2 separate regions of the Capsicum annuum genome follow, and region 2 is linked to region 1. A link is a contact called in public Hi-C data. All regions are on one chromosome and are shown on one strand. Each heading gives the region's core, a stretch centred on a gene start, on an enhancer-like site or on the middle of the called end of the contact. The rest is flanking DNA. Distances are from core to core; before and after follow the strand shown. Region 1 overlaps LOC107872783 (vesicle-fusing ATPase). Region 2 holds the start of LOC107874015 (vesicle-fusing ATPase).

The links. A called contact is a pair of places that touch in the nucleus more often than the background predicts.
Region 2: a contact with region 1 is called in a Hi-C map of leaf, with 2.6 times the contacts expected there. The contact joins the promoter of LOC107874015 here to the enhancer-like site in region 1. A contact is called at or near these places in 2 of 5 Hi-C or Micro-C datasets (leaf and placenta).

The regions. Positions count from the first base shown.
Region 1 is chr6:192,274,515-192,277,519 of UCD10Xv1.1, forward strand. It overlaps LOC107872783 (vesicle-fusing ATPase), which reads left to right. Exons shown (of 21, transcript XM_016719385.2): 19 at 289-411; 20 at 1,036-1,101; 21 at 1,281-1,732. The coding sequence ends at 1,424. Among protein-coding and RNA genes, the nearest start is that of LOC107872783, 12 kb to the left of the region's middle. Within about 2 kb of position 1,502, at least 1 of the 5 cell types and tissues checked has an H3K27ac peak or open chromatin away from gene starts, as enhancers often do. A contact at or near this core is called in leaf, where this site is marked.
Region 2 is chr6:192,314,945-192,317,949 of UCD10Xv1.1, forward strand. LOC107874015 (vesicle-fusing ATPase) reads left to right here and starts at 1,494. Exons shown (of 16, transcript XM_047413656.1): 1 at 1,494-1,882. The coding sequence starts at 1,716. It also overlaps the pseudogene LOC124899293.

The DNA of each region.
Region 1 (3,005 bases), core at 252-2,751:
AATTTTAAATCTACATGACTTGTAAAGTGTTTTTTTAGTTGGGTCGGAAGGGAGGGAGGAGTGAGGGGCAAAACTTTCTCCTGTTTCATCTCGAACTGGTGAAATTGTCTGGTTCTTTTGCTCCACTAGAAGGAAAAGTACAGATAAATTAGCTGTGGAGAAAAAAGTTAGAACACCCAAGATGCGGGGGATGACTTTTGTTTTGTTATGATCTGGATTTCATTACATTGTTGTTGGCTATGCAACTGCTTTTTTCTGATGATCCTCTTGACTGGTTTCACTTTACAGGGTAAAAAGATTCTTGTGATTGGAACTACTAGTGAAGTCGGTTTCTTGGACTCAGTGGGCCTTTGTGATAATTTCTCAGTCACATACCACGTTCCAACACTGAAGACAGAAGATGCCAAGAAGGTAAGAGGGCATCCAAACTGCCACGGTTTTGATTTTTCATGGAAGTCCCTTCTCCAGTTGAATAACTCCCAAAATAGGCAGTCATGTGTTGAATCGAACAAGAAATTTCATATAAATTCTTAAGGCAGATGTCATATGACCAGAGTATTTCTTGAAAGAAAAAAAGGAAGAAATTCTACTTTTGTAGAGCAGTTAGGTGCAGCAAAGATTAACTAGGAATTTGAATTAGGTATTCCCAGATAAAGTAGTGCAGTGTTAATGGCTGATAAACTCCTTTACACAGATTTCACATTCCACTAGACCAAGATCATCATAGCAAGAGGCTTACTGAACACTAGCTTGTGAACTCTGTTACACAAAACAGTGGCTTTTGTCATTGATGCCATTTAATTTGTCAATATATCATATCTATTCCACTCTTGAGGATCCATTTTGCTTTTTGACTGATTTAAAAAGAACGGAGCAAATGAGCTAGTGATTTGAGAAACTTTTGCATCAGTCTCTCATTATACTAGACTTTCTCAATTCTAATTCATTGATGCAATTACTGGAGATTCCCAACCTAATGTCATTCTGTTAATATATTAATTACCTCTAGTATTGATGTTTTGATGTTCTTTGCAGGTGTTGCAACAACTTAATGTCTTTTCAAGCGAGGACGTTGATTCTGCTGCTGAGGCATTAAATGACGTAAGTTTCAAAGCTCTGCTCCCTGTCTTTCTGACCAGCATGTTGTTATGCATGCCTTTTCCCCATACCAGCTGTTTCTCATCGCTTTCTGATATTGGTGATCCGCTTTAGAAATTAAAATTTCAGGCACATTCCGTGGAATTGATTGATTGCTCTTGTTTTGTGTTGTCTTGTGATAGATGCCCATCAAGAAACTATACATGGTCGTTGAAATGGCTGCTCAGGGTGAACATGGCGGGACAGCAGAAGCCATCTATTCTGGCAAAGAGAAGATCAATATCTCACATTTCTATGATTGCCTTCAAGATATTGTTCGATATTGAGTGCATGATCTCAAGTAATTTAAGTAGGAACCGTTGATTTCTTGCGAGTCCTTTATATTTTTCCGCTGCCGCTTTTTTCGCGCGCACCCATTGGTGAGGTTCTTCTATTTTGGAAGCTCAGTACTGTAATTGGCGACGTAGGTAGTATTTGTAAGAGTTAATTTGAAACTTCAATTGCTTTCTAATTTTTGGTACTATCCTTTTCTTTCCTTTGTTGTAACCAGTTAGTGTTGAGTCCACTTTGCATCTTAGTCCGAATATATAATAGTTTGAGAGAAGTTTGTTGCTTCAAAGTTGAAACCGTAAAATTATCTTTTTCTTCCTTGTTGCAGATATGATTTTTCTGGCTTTAAAATTTTGCTTTTCATGTCTGTAAATAAATGACTGGAAGTTAGACGCACTGAATTGTTTTAAGCAAATAGTCTTCGTTGTATTTCTAGCTAAAGATTTTGAGTACATTCGTATATATCATAATTTTAAGTTCAATGGTTAAAAACATAATTAATTTCTCACTTTTTCATGAGTTTTATGCTACAATTATTAGGGGTCGTTTGGTGTGAGTTGTTAAAGCAAATAATTTCGAGATAAAATAATAATTTCGAGATAAAAATTTTTAATGCATGTATGGTTGGCAATAGTCGGGATAACTTATCTCGGAAATAATAAATCGTATCGGGGTTAGTTATCCACACAATTGGTGGGATAACAATCTCACCATAATTTATCTTTGGGATAAATTTATAAAAGGATAAAATTATTCCTACCTATATTCATGCATGGGCCACTTTATGTATGTATGTGCATAATTAATTAATGGCCAAACCCATCGACAGCCCCCTCAACTTGGAACGATCTTTCACTTTGGCACCTCAAGTGAATAGTATTTATTTTAGGCACCTAAATTAGCCATCAACTATGTCATTTTGACACTTTTTTACAATCAGCTGATTTTATCAAGTGTGTGTAATACATACGTTTGCTGACATGGTGTACGACCAATTAACAAACGACATGTGGCGTTCTTTTGTAAAATAATAATTTTAAATAAATTAGAATTTAGAAAATCAATTTTTAAATAGCTGACTTAAATTTTAAATAAAAAATCATTAAATAAATAACCCACCCCCCAATATCAGCTTCTGCAAGTACCCCCACCTCACCACCACCCCAAGATTGCCTTCTCCAAATACTCTAACCTTTGCTGCAACACTCCCCCTCCCCTCCTACTACCACCCACAAATTAATGCTGCAGCAACACAGCCCTCCACCTCAATTATCTTCTCCAATACCTTATTACGAAAATTATTTTCTTCAAAACTTCTTCAAATTTCTTCGTTGACGATGGTCATAACTGAATGCAATAGCAAAATCATCATGGTGGCGTCACTTTTCTCTTTTGCTTTGTTCAAAATATAGTAAATAAAAACGACATACCCATAAATGGGGTCTCTGAAAAGTGTCTACAACATTATTCTTCACTAATCAATTTGGATCGGAAAATTCATTACGGGTTTTCATTGAAATTTTTAGCTTTGAAGAATGAGGTGTCGGAGAAATTAAATTTTTTTGTAATTGGTGTTG
Region 2 (3,005 bases), core at 244-2,743, 40 kb after region 1:
AGCAATCGACCAGAGCAGGATTGATCGATATGAATCAAGAAATGTAATCCACAATACAAATAATCAAGAAAAAGTATCTTATATTCCCTGACCAAGCAAATCGATTATTCAATTCCCTTATTTTATTCTTGAACTTCGATAAGCATAATCTTTGTATAAAATATCTATAAACGTTTAGGTAATTGAGCTTGTATGATTCCAAAAACAAACTGGGCATTATACAAAAATTGTATCTTCCATCGTCTTTTTTAATAGTCTACTTCTATCACTGGTTTCAAACCTTGAAGCCTTCAGCTCGAAGGCATTTACGATGAGCTTCAATCCATTTCTCACATGCAGATTCACCGTGCCCCACAATGCATTTATCCCTCAGCTGCCTAGCTTCAGGGCAAGCAAGCGCAACACATCTTCTTCTTTGGCTTTGAATCGGACATTGTAGATATGACTGACTTCTGATCTTTTGGTAATTTCCACAAGGGCATGGCTGTGGATGTATTCTCTATCGGCAGTCCACCCATCGTCAAAGATTACTTGAGGAGTTAGAATGAACAATCAATGACAAATAAACGCTACTAGAAGTAAACTAACATACATATTTGTTTGGCCAAACTACTACAATCAACTTATTTTGAAAAGAGAGTTTCACTAGAAGTAGTGTTTTTCGAAAAAGTATTCCAGGAGAATTATAGTCTGTGTTTTGGCTAGTCAATTTAAAAATTACCTTTGCCAATATTACAGCAACAATATAAGTTTGGCCAAGGTAAAGGTTCCGAAGTGCTTTGAGGGAATCTGCATTTTCAGCTTTTACTGTCACTGAAAAACAACTTTTGTTCTTCCTAAAAGGTAGCCAAACACCTCTCAACGATCAAAATAAGCATATTTCTTTTGAGAAAATGACCAAAAGAGAGAACTTTATTGATAAGTTTTCCACTTTTGTTCTTTAAATTCTATCTCTATTTATAAGTTAGCTTTTTTGATGTTATCATTCAATATGGCAATATCAAAAATTTATTATATTTCTTTGAATGTTAGAATTTTTTATTTATTGTAATAACTAGATTAATTAATATAAATTTAATTAAGAAAAACTTAATAAAAATAGGTTAGTCAACATAAATTGAATTGAGAAAGAAATGATAAAGTTAATTCAACATAAGATAAAATTCGATTTGAGTCATTAAAGCCTTTAATCTTCAAAACCATCATTAAAATTACAAAAAATATTATATTGATGCATGCATGTGTTTGAAACTAAAAACAAAATATAAAATAAACTCTAAAAAAAATATTCTTTTAGTTTACAAAAAAAAAAAATACTTGATTAATATTAGAAATATTGAGATATTATGAAACTATCTTTACAACTAATGTCACAAAAAAAGATAAAAATAAAAACTAAGAATAGCATCAAAATTTTTTAAAAAAATTACAAATATAAAATTTACTAAGTATTAATTTTGCACGGGCCAAATTCTACTAGTATCTGCTATGAATTGAAATCCAATTAAATAACTTAAATAAATAATTAATAAGAGATTTGACTCTGTAAGTGTTTGCCTCAGTGATAGGATTTCTCCTAAAACTTGTTGACAAAATACTCGAATCTGTTTTTTTTGGTGAAATTGAGAAAATACCCAATTCAGCTGTAGACATACAGATCATTTATTTAGTACAAGAAAACATCAAACATTAGTTTTTTTTTTTTTTTTGCTGCAATGAGCTCTTCACGTGTGCAGCCATTAATGAATGTTGTTAGAGTTAAGGGAGTTCCAATTCTGCAGCAATTGCATTTAGAGGAGCGGTTACTGAGGACTTCATCTCAGAATTGGTGTATTGTTAATGATGGAACCAATGAGCCCACCATTGTCATGGGGATTTCAGGGTGAGCTATCAATTTTCCACCCACCCCTTTATTATGCTATGATTATGTGATAATTCTTTTTTGCGAGAAATGTTTCTTGATTGTTTTGATTGGTGGGTTTATTATGCAAAGACTAATTCTTTGTGGGTTGCTCTATGCAAAGACTGATTCTTTAGATTTTTTTTAATTTAATGATAGACTAACCCAACTCGAAAAGTGAAAAACATTTATAGTTGCAGTAATGTTGATTATTTATTTGGTGTTAAAACACATTCAGAATTTCATCTCTGATGACACTTTTGTAGTTGGTGATAGGAATGGAGACGTTACTCCCATCTTATTTGATATTGAAAATCAGATTTTTGAGATTGACAATGATCATTCTTGTTTGTATAGTTATCAAATCTCGAGTTATCTGAATAATGGATTTATTGTTTTGTTTATCTTGCTATTTTACTGACGTTATTTTTCTTTATATCTTGTTTTGATTGCACTATTTTGAGCAAGGGTCTATTAGAAACAGGAATGGCAGCCTTGGCGTAATTGGTAAAGCTATTGTCATGTGACCAGGAGGTCACGGGTTCGAGCCGTGGAAATAACGTCTTGCAGAAATGCAAGGTATGGCTGCGTATAATAGACCCTTGTGGTCCAACCTTTTCCCGGACTCCGCCTATAGTAGGAGCTTAGTGCATCGGGCTGTCCTTTTTGGTCTATTGGAAACATCGGAAACAACCTCTATCCCACAAAGGTAGGGGTAAGGTCTGTGTACAACCTACCCTCCCTAGACCTCACTTGTGGGATTGCACTGGGTTTGTTGTTGTTGTTGTTGATACACTAACTTATTGTTCTTAATAAATCTGTGATATTAATTGGTGCTTTTTTCCATGAATGGATTATGTTTATACTGAGTTTGTTGTTGTACTTGATCAGAAATAAAGTTTGGGAGTTTCAAACATTATCTGTTTTCGCTTCACAATTGTAGTTTTAGAAAGTGACTTTGGGTGGGTCATGCATTTTGAAGTGTTTCTCTACAATTGAATTATTAGGGTGATTTGATTGGGATGCTGTACAAAATTTCTAGGATGTTGTTCCCCAGATGGAAGAGAGGGATGGAAAACCAACTTCATCTGCATACATATAAAAG